Regions from separate parts of the Mus musculus genome. Here region 2 is linked to region 1. A link is a contact called in public promoter capture Hi-C data. All regions are on one chromosome and are shown on one strand. The core of a region is the stretch at or near the end of the contact, and the rest is flanking DNA. Distances in the headings are between cores, read along the strand shown. Region 1 overlaps Fbxo21 (F-box protein 21). Region 2 overlaps Plbd2 (phospholipase B domain containing 2).

The links. Promoter capture Hi-C pulls out the DNA fragments that hold promoters and counts their contacts.
Region 2: a contact with region 1 is called in a promoter capture Hi-C map of liver, with 6 times the contacts expected there. The contact joins two enhancer-like sites. A contact is called at or near these places in 2 of 39 promoter capture datasets (both in liver) and 1 of 9 other capture datasets (adipose tissue).

Annotation. Positions count from the first base shown.
Region 1 is chr5:117,977,866-117,984,648 of GRCm38.p6, forward strand. Fbxo21 (F-box protein 21) reads left to right here. Exons shown (of 12, transcript NM_001346588.1): 2 at 1-128; 3 at 1,876-1,970. Among named protein-coding and RNA genes, the nearest start is that of Fbxo21, 4.5 kb to the left of the region's middle. Within about 2 kb of position 3,291, at least 10 of the 459 cell types and tissues checked have an H3K27ac peak or open chromatin away from gene starts, as enhancers often do. A contact at or near this core is called in liver, where this site is marked.
Region 2 is chr5:120,493,125-120,499,391 of GRCm38.p6, forward strand. Plbd2 (phospholipase B domain containing 2) reads right to left here. Exons shown (of 12, transcript NM_023625.4): 2 at 5,873-5,966; 3 at 1,254-1,412; 4 at 1-28. Among named protein-coding and RNA genes, the nearest start is that of Plbd2, 7.4 kb to the right of the region's middle. Within about 2 kb of position 2,122, at least 66 of the 459 cell types and tissues checked have an H3K27ac peak or open chromatin away from gene starts, as enhancers often do. A contact at or near this core is called in liver, where this site is marked.

The DNA of each region.
Region 1 (6,783 bases), core at 2,041-4,540:
CCCTGATGAAGCACTACAGCCCCACCGACTACGTCAATTGGTTAGAGGAATATAAAGTTCGGCAGAAAGCTGGGTTAGAAGCCCGGAAGATTGTAGCTTCCTTCTCCAAGCGGTTCTTTTCAGAGCACGTAAGCATCAGGCTTGGTCATGCTCTGTGTGTGTGTGTGTGTGTGTGTGTGTGTGTGTGTATGTGTGTTCGTGCGCGCACGCGCTCGTTCGTGTGTGCCTGCCATAGCTTTTCAGCTCTTGTTCCTATTTCCCTTTTCACTGCTCACACAGCCCTTTGCTTGCATGCTTATAAGAGTCATTGTGTCCCCTCTCCTCCCGTCCAACAACACGGAGCCATTTGTCCCTGCTAGCCCTACTTTTTTTAAAGCCAGAGGGAGTGGGGTGTTGAGGAGCGGAAAGGGACACAGGGCGGTGTCCACTAGGTCCAGAGAAGCCTTACTCTTTGAGACTGTTAGGCGCTTTATGCACTGTCAACCTCTTGGTGCCTGTTTCCCAGGGAGGCTGCAGAAGTGCATGCCGTGCAGGGAACTGCCTTTTTAAGGAACCAAGGTTAAAAGCTGCCGTAGCTGCTCCTAGCCATTGAGCATTTCTGTTTATCACTGTGGCTCTTTGTTCCGAGAGAGGAGGTTCACTATGCGGCCCAGGCTGGCCTTGAACTCCCGTCCAGCCTCCTGAGGACTGCGATTCCCAGGAGGCAGCCTCAAGCCTGGCTCGAGTCGTGTGTCGCTTTTCTGTAAGGGCTGAGATGTGTGTTTCTTTTCAGGTTCGGAGTTAGTCGTTGTTTTTCTCCCTTGTCCAGAAATGTCCCATGGAAATCGGTGTCCGTTCCATTCACTACTTTTTGTAGGGCTAGGGAATTGTCCCCTCTCGTATTTCCAGTCCCTGCAGATTGTGAGCCGACCAGTGTAGCTGACAGTGCTTGTTTAGTTCTTCTAGGTTGGTGAAGGTTATTTTCTGAAGGTTAGTTCTGATTTCCCACTCTGCTGTTAAAGGAGTTTATGAGCAGCGTTTTCAAGGCGTTTCAAGTTTTGAAAGAGCAGATCTGAACTTTGAACACATTTTTAACTCAGTCCCCAATGGGAACTACAAATAGACACCCCCCAATTTGTTTATAGAAATGCTTGTTAACGGCAGAATGAACCAAGGTTTGGTTCAGTCTGGAACAGTGCCCCTGCCAGTCAGTAACTACAAGTGTTCAGTCCTGGCTTAAATGTGCGCACACACAGGTGTTTTGATGCGGGGCATGTGGGATACAGTTAGTCACAAGCCACTGGTTCACAGGCTCTCCCTGGGATCCACCTGTGGTTGTGTGTGCTTTTCTCTAATAATGATGGATCGGTGAACTCTACTCCCCCCCCTTCCCTGTGTCACTGCTTACTTAATTAGAACGTGTGGTGGACTTTGAACGCAGCAGGGGCACAGTTAGAGGTGGATGCATAGATGGGTGATCAATTTGGCTCAGCACACTGGTTTTCTTGTTTTCTCCATGTGCACACAAATCAACCTGAAACACTGGCTGCTTTCAAAAGGGAAACTGGGAAAAATCCCAGGATGTTAACCCAAGAGTCTTAATGGACCACCACTTCTACACACATACCATCCACTTAACACACATCTATCTCCTTAGCAGGCTCGGAAACTCGGACTGTGTGAGTGTGAGGCTGTAGCCACGGGTGCCAGGTCTGAATGTGCCGTGGCTGCCATGTTGGTTGCTTTCTGCCCTGGAGGCCCTAGGAGGCTGTGTGTAAGAGCCGCTGTCACTGCTCTATGTGTGGCCTCCCTCCCTTGGGACTCTCAGCTATGTGTCTGCCAGGGTCAGCCACGCTAACTCATGGTTGAGGCCTCCTGTGTGTGTCTTCTCCACAGGTCCCCTGTAATGGCTTCAGTGACATTGAAAACCTTGAGGGCCCAGAGATCTTTTTTGAGGATGAGCTGGTGTGTATCCTAAACATGGAAGGAAGGTAAGGCACAGCTTCACCAGGATAACTGCAGAGGGAATTGCTGTGGGGCAGAGAGAGAGAGAGAGTGAGAGAGAGAGAGATTGCGCGAGCGAGCGAGGGAGCTGCGGTGTTTCCAGATAGTTTATGTTATGCCACAGTTATGCTCTGAGAAGCTTTGTGTACACCTACTCCCGGGGTGCACAGTTGACAGGTGGCTCACCCCTGAAGTCCCAGTGCTCAGGAGGTCGGGGCAGGAGAAGCGGCAGCTTTGAGAGAGCGCTGCATAGTGAGCTTCAGAACATCCTGGGATACAGATAAAGTCTTTTGAAAAAAAAAAATGTCAGGGGAGCCGGGGAGACAGTCAGTGAAGACCCAAATCTGAGCTCCCGTGTCATGCAGTGGCCATTCTAGTGCTGGCCTTGATGGCCACCAGCTTAGGCACACAGAGAGTACCAAACTCCATCGAGAGATTGTCTCTAAAGCTAGTGCATATGACTCGTGAGGAATGAGACCTTTGATCGACCACAGGCCTCTATATACGCTCACGTGTGGCTTTACTGAGCACGGGAAGACCTCTTTTCTTGTAGGTATCTAAATAGTAATTCCCTACATGCACTTAGCCATGGGGGGCCCATTTAAGGGGCAGGGGAAGGTGAGCCTGTGTTCTCCACAGACACACTTCTGATTAAGAAGAGCCCCTTGCGGGCTAGAGAGACAGACAGCTCAGTATGAACTGCTCCACTTGGACATAGGACCTGACTTCAGTTCCCAGCACTCACATTGGGTGGCTCCCAGCGCCAATAACACCAGTGCCACAGAATCTGAACCCTCTTTTGACCTTCTCAGTGCAGTCATGGACATATCATCGCTTAACATAAAAATGACCCCTTATCTTTTACTGTTGTTTTGAATGGGTATGTTTTGTATTTTCTGCCGAAAAGCTTCATTTCCAGTACACTGGTGACTTGACTTGCAGCCTAAGGAGAGACCTTCTATTCTAAAAGTTGGAGATAAAGATGAATGTCCGGAGGGGACAGTGTTTTGGGGGTGGGGGGTGGGGAGTTGGGAAGAGGTGAAGTGCCATCATTCAGTGCCTGGGAGCTTCCCCGGACCTGCTAACCTGTCAGTGTGTAGGTTTATATGTATGTACACTGGAGTATGCACTGACAGTATCGTGTGGTCTTGTAATGGCCGTTAGGCATGGCATGTGTGCGGTGCGGTTTGTTGGCTTTAGTTTGTTAGAGGTGAACTTTTTTCTTATTTGCACTCTTTCCCTGTCCTTCCCACTTCCTGCTTTTATGTTGACCTTTCCTGACTCCAGCCCCGTGGCTTTGCTTGTGTACTGTTGAATGTCAAAGCCAGGGCCAAGTGATCACTCTGGCCCTGAACTCTTCGCCTCACCTGCTTGCTTGCTTGTTTGTTTGTTTGTTTAATGTTCACTGGCATTTAACCTGCATGTGTGTGTCAGATCCCCCAGAGCCTGAGTTACAGTTATGGGCCGCCATGTGGATGGTAGGAATCGAACCCAGGTCCTCTGGAAGAGCAGCCAGTGCTCTTAACTGCTGAGTCATCTGTCTGGCCCCACCTGTGTGGTTTTTGATAGTGACCTGCTTTGGCTTGTTTTATCCTAACCACATGATAAGGTGGAGAGGGATTGTTGTTTGGCAAAATAGGGGCTGTGTGAGAAGCAGACCCTTCTCTACTTTTCTCAGCGTTACCCCAAGAGGTCTGTCCCAGTCGGCTGTTAATGGAGGAGGTCCCTTAGGTAACAGCTACCCTCTGTCTTCCTGGGACTCCCTGGTTGGCAGACAGCTGCTTGCAGTGGCTACAGTGTCTACTCTCTAGGCTTAAGTTCTTGGCCATGTGGGTTGGGAATAAGTTTCCTAGGTCAGAGTGTTGCAGTGTGTTGAGAAATGTGTAAAAACTTATCACAAAGATGTTGGTTTTCCCCAGATTAATACCCAATGCAGTGGTGTTCCAGGAGACACAAAGAGGCAACCAAAGTAGGAGTGAGAAGGTCTTTATTGTATTCAGTTGTTTTTCCAACTGGATAATGCTGTCATATAATAAGTACAGAAAAGTTAATCTATAAGAAGAGCCAGGGGAAAAGTGTTTAAATAAGTGTCACGGGACGCGTGCACTGTGAGTTAGTGGGGCAGACTGTGAAGGAGCTTGTGTCTGTGGAGACATCCCTGAGCAGGGGGATGGAGGAGAGGACCCCAGTAGGAGAGGGAGGCAAACTGTTGAGTAGGAAGTACTGCCTGGAACAGGGTACACAGCTGGAATCTGGCAAGTCAGCCTTCCACTCAAAATGTACTTGTGGAGAGTGAGCAGCTGACACTGTAACTGGCTGCCAGGCCAGCTGGGAAGCCACGAGTGTTCTTCAGAGGCTGCCATGACAGGAAAGTGGAGAGTGACTCTGCCTGGCCCATTGACCATCGTGGGAAACACCTTGGAATTCACTCTCCCGAGGAATGTTAAAATCTGGGACTAGTTAGGTCATCAGAAAAACTGAAAGTGTATAGCCTGGAAAGTCTGTGTCGGTAGCTCAAAACAAGGTTGAAACAGCATTACCCTTGGTGGGACTCACGTGTAATGACAAGGAATGTTGTGCCTCTTAGAATGTTTGGAGTGGCCAGTCTGCACCCTGTAACCCTGTTTGCATGCACAGTGGGGAGCGAGCAGTTTCTGTAGATACTCAAGTGCCCCTCTCTGAGTTTGGGATGACTGCACCTGTGTTGTTCTGTGGTCCGCAAAAAGCACAGCCTGCAGAAATAGTTTACCACAGAGCTTGTGTTGTGCCTGACTGAGAAAGTGGCTTGAGTGGCCAGTGCCCAGCGAGACACTTGTAAACAAGTTACTGGAGTTTAGAATCAGAAAGGGCCTTTGGGTATCCAGGCAAAATAGATGGAAGTTACTTCTATGCAAAAGAATGACTGTATCCTCAGACTTCAACACCAGCACTTTCTGCCAGGGGAAAAAGTTACTCCAAGATGTAAAGAAAATGCCAGCCAACGATTTTTATATCCAGCTGAATTGACTTCCAAGTCTAAAGGCCAAAGACAAACTTGTCAACTTGGAAGAAAGCAGACTTTGGGTTCTTTCTGACACTTCTGCTAGAAATGGAGTTTAAAACTCAAAACCACAGAGGTAGTCTGACTCAAGCCTCCCAGTGAGCACTAAATGTATTTAACTTGACCTCCTGGATGCAAATGCAACCTGCCCAGGAGACAGTGCTGTGTGTGTGTGGTTAGGGCAGGAGCCCTGACTAAGGCGGGAGTCACTAGCTGGAAGAACACTGAGCCAGTTCAACACATGAAGATGCTTGCTGAGGGCCTGAGTGCCATCCCTGGCATCCACACACTGGATCCTGCAAGTTGTCTTCTGACAATCCCATATGCCTCATGGTGTGCATTCACACACACACAGGTGGACACACACACACACTCACACACTTGTCCACACAATAACAAACCTAAATGTATCTTTAATAAGAACGGGAATTGAGCGGTGACAGTGGGAAGATCATACGCAGAATAGTCAGCGGCTTTCATATTCGGGCAAATGACAGGACAACTGCTCCTTATACTGAGGCCAGGCTGTGTGTAAGATGAAAGTGTGTAGTGAAGCCAGTGAGTGGCCATCCTGTTAGCTCATGTTGTGAGCGCAGTGTTGTTCAGGAGTACAGATACATGCAGGAGGCAAAAGGAGGTCAAAGCTTTTACCTCTGAATTTGAATTGACAGTGTCCGTGCGAACCCATGACCAGCGGAGTAGACATGGCCGTCCCGCTTGCTTCCCCAGTGCAGGCCAGGGTCATGGAGACATGGCTGCTTCTCAGGCCTGTGTCAGAAATGTACAAGATGAGCCCAGAGCTTCTTGGCACTTTAGAGCCAAGTCAGCAAGACTGCCGTCAGCCCCTCACTTCAGTGTGGGGCCTGTGTGAGGCCTCCGTGGGCTAAAGGTGTGGCAGGGTGCAGCAGACGGTCTTCGAGAGCATTACTCGGGCATTGAAGGAGAATCGGGACGCAGCACTGAGAAAATGAGCAAAAGGGATAATCTGAGCACTCATACCATCAGGAAACTGAAGAATCGGGGAGGAGCTCGCAGCCAGCCTCACTGATTAATTTGGCAGGGCTGGTTCAGTTAGACCTGGGCAGTGAGCAGCAGTGGCCACTGGTCTCAGAGAAGGGCACAGCCAGGCCTTGCCACCGCCTCCATCCGACTTTGACTTTTCTCTTTTTTCTTACGGCAGTCAGTCTCACTGTGTGGTCCAGGGTGGCCTCCCTTACAGCCCCTCTCTGCCTCTGCCTCCTGAGAGGATCTTTTGTTCTTGTGGTGCTGAGGCTAAAGGCTGGAGGAGCATGCATCTACAATGGCTCTGTACCCACAGATGGCTTTTGATGGAAGGCTCCACCGCCTCCTTGGGTCGCAGATTTAGATGCCACATACCTGGCATCTAAATCTCATGGAGCCTGTCCAGCCAATTTGTTGTGTATTTATTTTGTGTTATTGTTTGTCTTGTTCATCAGCGTATACTCAGGCTCTGGTGCCCTGTGCATGAGGTGGTCAAAGGGTAGTTTATAACAATTGGCTTTTTTTCTACCAGTGTGGATTGTAGTGATCAAAACTCAGGCTTGGTACCTTTCTTGCCAGCCTCTCCATCTACTTTCTAATAAGAAATTCAGAGCAAGCTAAAGCTTATGTGAATGTATTTCAAATGATGGGAAGTTGCCATTGGAGTGGGGAAACAGAGAGGGGCCCTTGAACAGTTTAAGAGTGTGTGTTGGTGGTCACACTGGAGCAGTGGTTCTCAACTTGGGGGTGTAATGACC
Region 2 (6,267 bases), core at 872-3,371, 2.5 Mb after region 1:
CTTTCAGCTGCAGGAGGGTCAGCCGCACCTAGGGGAGGGGCAGAGGGAGAATGAGCCCCCCGCCCCCCAGTTTACCAATTCTACATAATAGCAGGGGCTCTGACCTGGCTCAGGGGTGCTCCACAGGCTCCAGCCAACCCTGACCCCTCTCCTGCTTTCAGTGAATAAACACTATGACACATCCTCATGCTGATCCCAAGTCACCCTCAATTAAGAACCTGGTCAAAAGCCATCTCTTCCTCAAAGCCTTCCAGTTTGGCCAGAACCCCTGTCAACACCTCCCTAGTCTTAGATGCTGGCTGTGTGGCTGCCCCGGCACCTGTGCCTGCTCCACCTCAGCAATTGAACTGGAGGCATCACAGTGATCCTCACTGGGTCCTGACTGGTGCTGGGCATACACCAGGATCTTAAGTACAGACAAGATAGATGGGCAGACAGGATGGGAATGGATCAACAGGAGGGAGAGGATAGACAGATGGACAGACAGACAGAAGGGTGGGTGGATGGATAGACTGACAGATGAATGGGACAGAAGGGAGCAGGCACATGGGATAGACGGGTTGCTATGTGTTGGTGGGTAAGCAGACATACGGAAGGGTGGGTAGGTACGTGAGGGAAGAGAATCTGAAGCAGCGAGGGCAGGAGATGGGTCGGCAGGGAGAACCATGTGTGTGTGTGTGTGGGGGGGGAAACAGCATGAATACTAGAGGGCACGCAAACAGGCAGCAGGGTCATCCACAGAGGCCACTCACTGCCTGTGCTGCACAGCTAAGCCCTCATGCCTGTAGAGAATTCACAGTCTGTGGCTTTTGCACTGACAACTGCGCCAGCAGCCCAGGACCTGAGCCTTAGCATCCAGTCTGTCTAAGTCTAAGCTCAGCCCAGGGAGGGAACGCCAGGCTTGGCTATGCTGTGTGCTTTCATCTCTCTCTTCCCTCTTCTGAAATAGTGCTCGCCCGTGTCCAGCCTTCTGTTGCCTTCCTGACAGTGAGAGCCACATGCCGCCACTTAGCTAGGTTCTCTGACAGCAGGAAAGCAGGACTGGGCATCTGGGCCAGAATGGGCAGCTGGAGGTCCGTCAAGCGGACAGATGGAAGGATGATGGCTTGGGGGGGAGGGGTGCAGATGCTGACAGACACTAGATTGGGCTGGGTTTCTGGTTCACTCAGGGCCAGCCAGGGACTGACTGCACAGGAGACAAGTACACTCAAAAGAGCCACCTTCCCTCCCGAGAGCAGGGTGGCCTGGCCCACCTGGTGCCAGTACGGAGAGTCCGGGTTAAGCTCCATTTCCCTCTGCATCCACTCCAGGTTGGCCTCCAGGAAGTTCTTAAGCTTCTCACAGTAGCCGACTTCGTATTCGAAGGGGCCGCAGTAGTTGACCACCGTGTTCATCCAGTGCATGTAGATGAGCTGTGGAGAGAGGACAGGCCAGCTGCTCTCTGTGCAGGGCCCTGAGGAGCAGCCCCCGGGCTAGAGGACTACCACTTCTACTCCGAGGCTCCCAGCCCCCCTCCTCTTAGGTCTCCCTACTCTGGGGCCTGTGATTTGGAAGGTCTAGATTACACTGCACCGCCTCTGTTGCTGGGGCCTGGATTGAGCAGTGTGCTCTGCCATCAAACATGGGGGTCTTGGGTTGTTTCTGTCGGTGGTATGGTACTGGAGATTGGACCCTGGGCTTCAGGGAGGCCAAGCAAATGTTCTGCAAGGCCAGCGGCTACTGGACCTCAGCCCAGCCCACGAGGTCTGATTTTGCTTTCCTCTGTTCAGAGTTGTTTAGAGGTGCGGTCGTCCACATGCGAGCAGGCCTTAAATACCTAATCTTGCTGCCTGCACCTGCCAAGTGCTGGATTACAGGTGTGCACTACCAAGCTTATACAATGCTGGACATGGAACCCGTGCCCGGCAGGCAAACTCTCCGAATGCAGCCACATCCCCAGCCACTGCTGGGATCTTTAGACAGGCTCACACACCTTAGCCTTAGCCTCTGGCCTGCTAGGGTGACTCCAGACACTGCAAACGAGTACCAAACTCTCAGTCAGAGGAATGTGTGTGTGCAGCTCCCCGCTCTGTTCCAAGCACGGAGGAAACAAAAACAAGTCCCCCTGCTGACTCACTGGGCCAGAGAAGTGTGCCAGGCTGCTGGCATGCCCAGGTGCGGTGTGCATGAGCTCGGGCTTGCCTGCTAGGGGAAGGAAGCCACAGCCAGCATAGCCTGCCCTCCAGCTGCTGGGTGTGAATGAGGTTATCCCAGACCACCCAGCCAGCTGATTGCTGCAGCACGGGTGAGCCCACCAAGGTCAGCCTGACCCAGAACGGCCAGGGCTCACAGCTGATGCTTCCTGGGAGTGGGAGTGGGGGCTGCTGACCCGTGGCTCAGGCCAGTGAGCAGCATCAGACAGTGGACATACTGCAGCCTCCAGTGCTGAGCGAGGCAGGGTAGGTGCCATCCCCACACAGTGGCCCAGCCTGGGCTTGCTGTTCAGAAGCTGCGAGGGGTCAGTCCACTGGGTGGCATTGCTGGGAGGCAAGGGCTAGAGGCACAGCCTAAGCCTAAGGTCTCTGAGGCTTGTCCTGGAGGGGACTCTGGGACCCTGCTCTCGTCCTCCTCCGTGTTTGCCTTCTGGCCCATGAAGGGAGCGTCTTGCTCTGCCAGGAACCGTAAGAGCCACGAAGCTTTATGAGCTCCTTGGCTTGGGTATTTCCTTACAGTGAAGTGAAACCAACACGTCCACTTTACAGCTGCAGAAACTGAGACACACTTGGGTGGGCAAGTACCTGTGTCCCCAAAACACCGAGACATCACGTCACAGGCCTGACTGGGGCCCACGCCATGATGTGGGGGTTGTTTGTTTTTTATTTGTTTGGTTTGGTTTGTTGCAAAATGCCAAATCCCCACACTCTCTGGGCCGCTGCCAAAGGTAACTTCTGGCCACACCCCACCCCACCAGAAACCTCCCCACAGGGACACGCACCAAATCCTGCTCATGCCCAGGCCCCACTAGCGCTCCCTGCCTCCTTGTACTTTGCAGGCCACTGCCCACTGTCCTGCCCTACCTGAGGGGCTGCACAGGAGCCCTACCCATCCGCAGGATGCAGCAATAGAGCAAACTGCCCTGACTGGAGGCTTGGGCCAGACAGAGCTGGATTCAAATGCTACTCCCAGCTTGGTTAAAAGGCTGTTTAACCTTAATGAGAGCCTTCACCTCCCAGGACCCATGCCCTGCCCCTGTCACTGTCAGTCACTGCTCCACCAGGACAGGCCTTCAGCCCAGTCCCGGCTACATAGTGAAGAGTTTGGAATTTTGGTTTCTTTCAAAAAAAAACAAGAATTTTTGTTAATGTTTTCATTTTAACCCCAGGTGCGGGGATATGGGGCTGCTTCAGACTGTCCACAGCAGCTGACTATGATTTGCCTCATGATCTAGCAGGGGTGTGATTTTGCCAGCAGCCAGTTGTCTACAATAGTGTGACATTTGGAATTCTGGGAATTTTTCAGAGTCATTTAAATACTAGAGCCCTGAGAGGCAGGGTGGGTGGTTGTTGGTTGATCAGGAGTGTTGGTTGCAGCTTGTTAGTAGTTGTGCTCAAAGAAGAAACAAGAAAGAAATTAGATTCAGGGATCTCTCTCTCTCTCTCTCTTTTCTTCCCTCTCCCTCTCTCTCTCTTTTTCTCCCTCCATCCTTCCCTCCCCACCCCCTTCGGGGGCGAGGAAAAAGGGTGAGAAAAAGAAGAACCCACAAGTAGCAATAACCAGCTACACATCTGCCACATTGGGTGTTCTTAAAACCACTTGGGACACCCCTTGCATGTTCCTGGGTCACCAATGGAATACAAAGTCAAATAGTGGCCACTGGACCCTGAGTGGATTTCAGTCTATAAGTTGATAACTAGTAATTTCTCAAAATGAGTATCCACTTCATTCAGTGTAGGCAAAGCTGCTACCCACAGCCAGGCTGATTTCTGAAAGGTGGAACACCAGACAGGGACTGCTGTTTTGATGGTTCCAAACCGGATAAGCAAGAGATTGTGCTCTTTGGGGACTTGACACATGCAGGAAAGCTAGTTTAACAAAAGTAGGAGCTAGCTGGTGATGTCTATCAGTGCCCGGGAGGCTGAGGCAGTAAGGTCACAAGTTCAAGGCCAGTCTGGACTACAGAGTGAGTTCAAGGTCAGGCTAGGCAAGCTTGTGGGACTGCCTCAAAACAAACAGTATGAAGATGCCTGGGAGTAGAGATCAGTAGGAGAGCGCTTCCCCAACATGTAGGAGGTCCCAGGTTTAATTGCCAGTATCAGGACAGTGGTGGTGGGGGCACACCTCTGTAATCCCAGCCTAGGAGGCTGAGGCAGGAGGATCTCAAAAATCAGCCTGGGCCACCGTCTCTAAACACCTTAAAATGGGACTGGAAAGATGGTGCCGTGGCCCTTTCTTCTCTTGTGAAGGACCAGAGTTTGGTTCCCTGCACCTCTATGAAATAACACCAGCTCCAAGAGATCTGACATTCTTCTGGCCTCCTTGGGCACCCAAATTTTTTATCTATCTATCTATCTATCTATCTATCTATCTCCCCTTAATATAAATAAATCTTTCCAAAAAGCCCTGAACTGGGGGAACAGACATGAAGGCAGAGGGGAACTATGGGCCACTTAGTTGAGAAGGGGGCACCAGGGGGGTGCAAAGAAGAATAGAGAATGAAGCAGGGGACACGGGTAAAATATGGAAGCATGTATGTATTAAATGTTGTATTGGGGCCACTGGGACGGCTCAGCAGGTAAAGGGGCTTGCCGCCAAGCCTGGTGTTCTGAGTTCGCTCCCTAGGGCTCACATACTGAAAAGAACAGACTCCAGAAAGTTGTCTTCTGACCTCAATGTATGAATCCTGATATACATGCACTCACCCACCCACCCACAGACACAAGTGTACCCACCCACGTGCAGACACAGAAATGCACAAAATAAGTTAAAAGGCAACCATCAATTTTAAAATGTCATCAAGAAGCCTATTATTTTGTACATGAGCTAAAAATCATACCTTTATAAATCTATAAATACAATAACAAAAAAAGAAAACATTATGCCAAGTGACAGTCATAAAAAGGTTTTCACTTCCCGGCACACTTGATGTACCCTGGGCTCCATCCCCACACTGTAGAGACCGGGTGATGTGGCCTGGCACTAAGGAGATGAGAATCAGGAGAATCAGAAGCTCTGAGACGTCCTTAGCTACACACAAAGGTGTGGCCAGCCAGGGCTACAAGAACTCCTATCTCAAAACAAACACCAAGGCCAGGAGGAGGTGGCACCCCGTACTTCAATGAGATGTCAGAATGACAGAATCCACGTGATAGCGCTGGCCGTAGTGGATAGAGCCTGAGGCTGGTGTTTGTTGGCTGGATAGGATTTCCTTCTGCAGTGATGAAGACACTCTAGAACTGGACAGTGGTCCAACTGTACAACCTTAGAACTGTACCCCAAACCAATAGATTACACTGGTTCCCCTTTTTTGGGGGTGGGGGAGTAGTCACAGCTGGTTCTGATCTCCTGACCCTTGTCTTCCCTCCATCCCCCAGTGCTAGGACAACAGGCATGAATCATAGCCTGGAAGTTTTTGTTGTTTCTTGTCTCTAACCCAGGCTACCCCTGAACTCAGCAGTCTGTCTCAGCCTCCCAAGTCATGCAATTGTGGGTGTGTTTCACCAGGTCCAGCCTATGTGCTGTCTTTGAAGAACAGGGCTCTTTTTCTCCCCTAATGGAGGACAGGAGATGGGGACCCTTTCTCAACACATGCATCAACCCCACTGACGGCCCTCAGGATGTCTGGGCTTGGCCAGGGGCAGGCAGCTGGGACCCTGGACTCCCACACTGGCCTTACCTCCTCAGACACAGAGGCCTCCACCACACCAGCTGCATAGGCCTGCAGGCTGTCATTGTACCTGCCATTTGTGCTCAGGTCCAGATAGGCCCACCTGGAGGGGAGAAGAAGGACAGTCAGTTAGCAGCAGGGACCCCTGAAAAGACAGCCACACAGCCAGACCCACGGCTGTGGGCAGACTCAGGTGTGGCTTTTTATTCCTTACACTACACATGGAGTTCAGGCCCTCGTGTGGCAGGCAACTGCTCCAGCCCTAGTTTTGTTCCTGTCCCTTTTTCAAACATGGTCTCACTCTGTAGCCCAGGCTGGCCTGGGACTCCAATCCTCCTGCCTCAGCTTTCCACGTGCTGAGATCACAGATGTGTGACACCATCCCTGCCTAGTCTCTAGTTTTA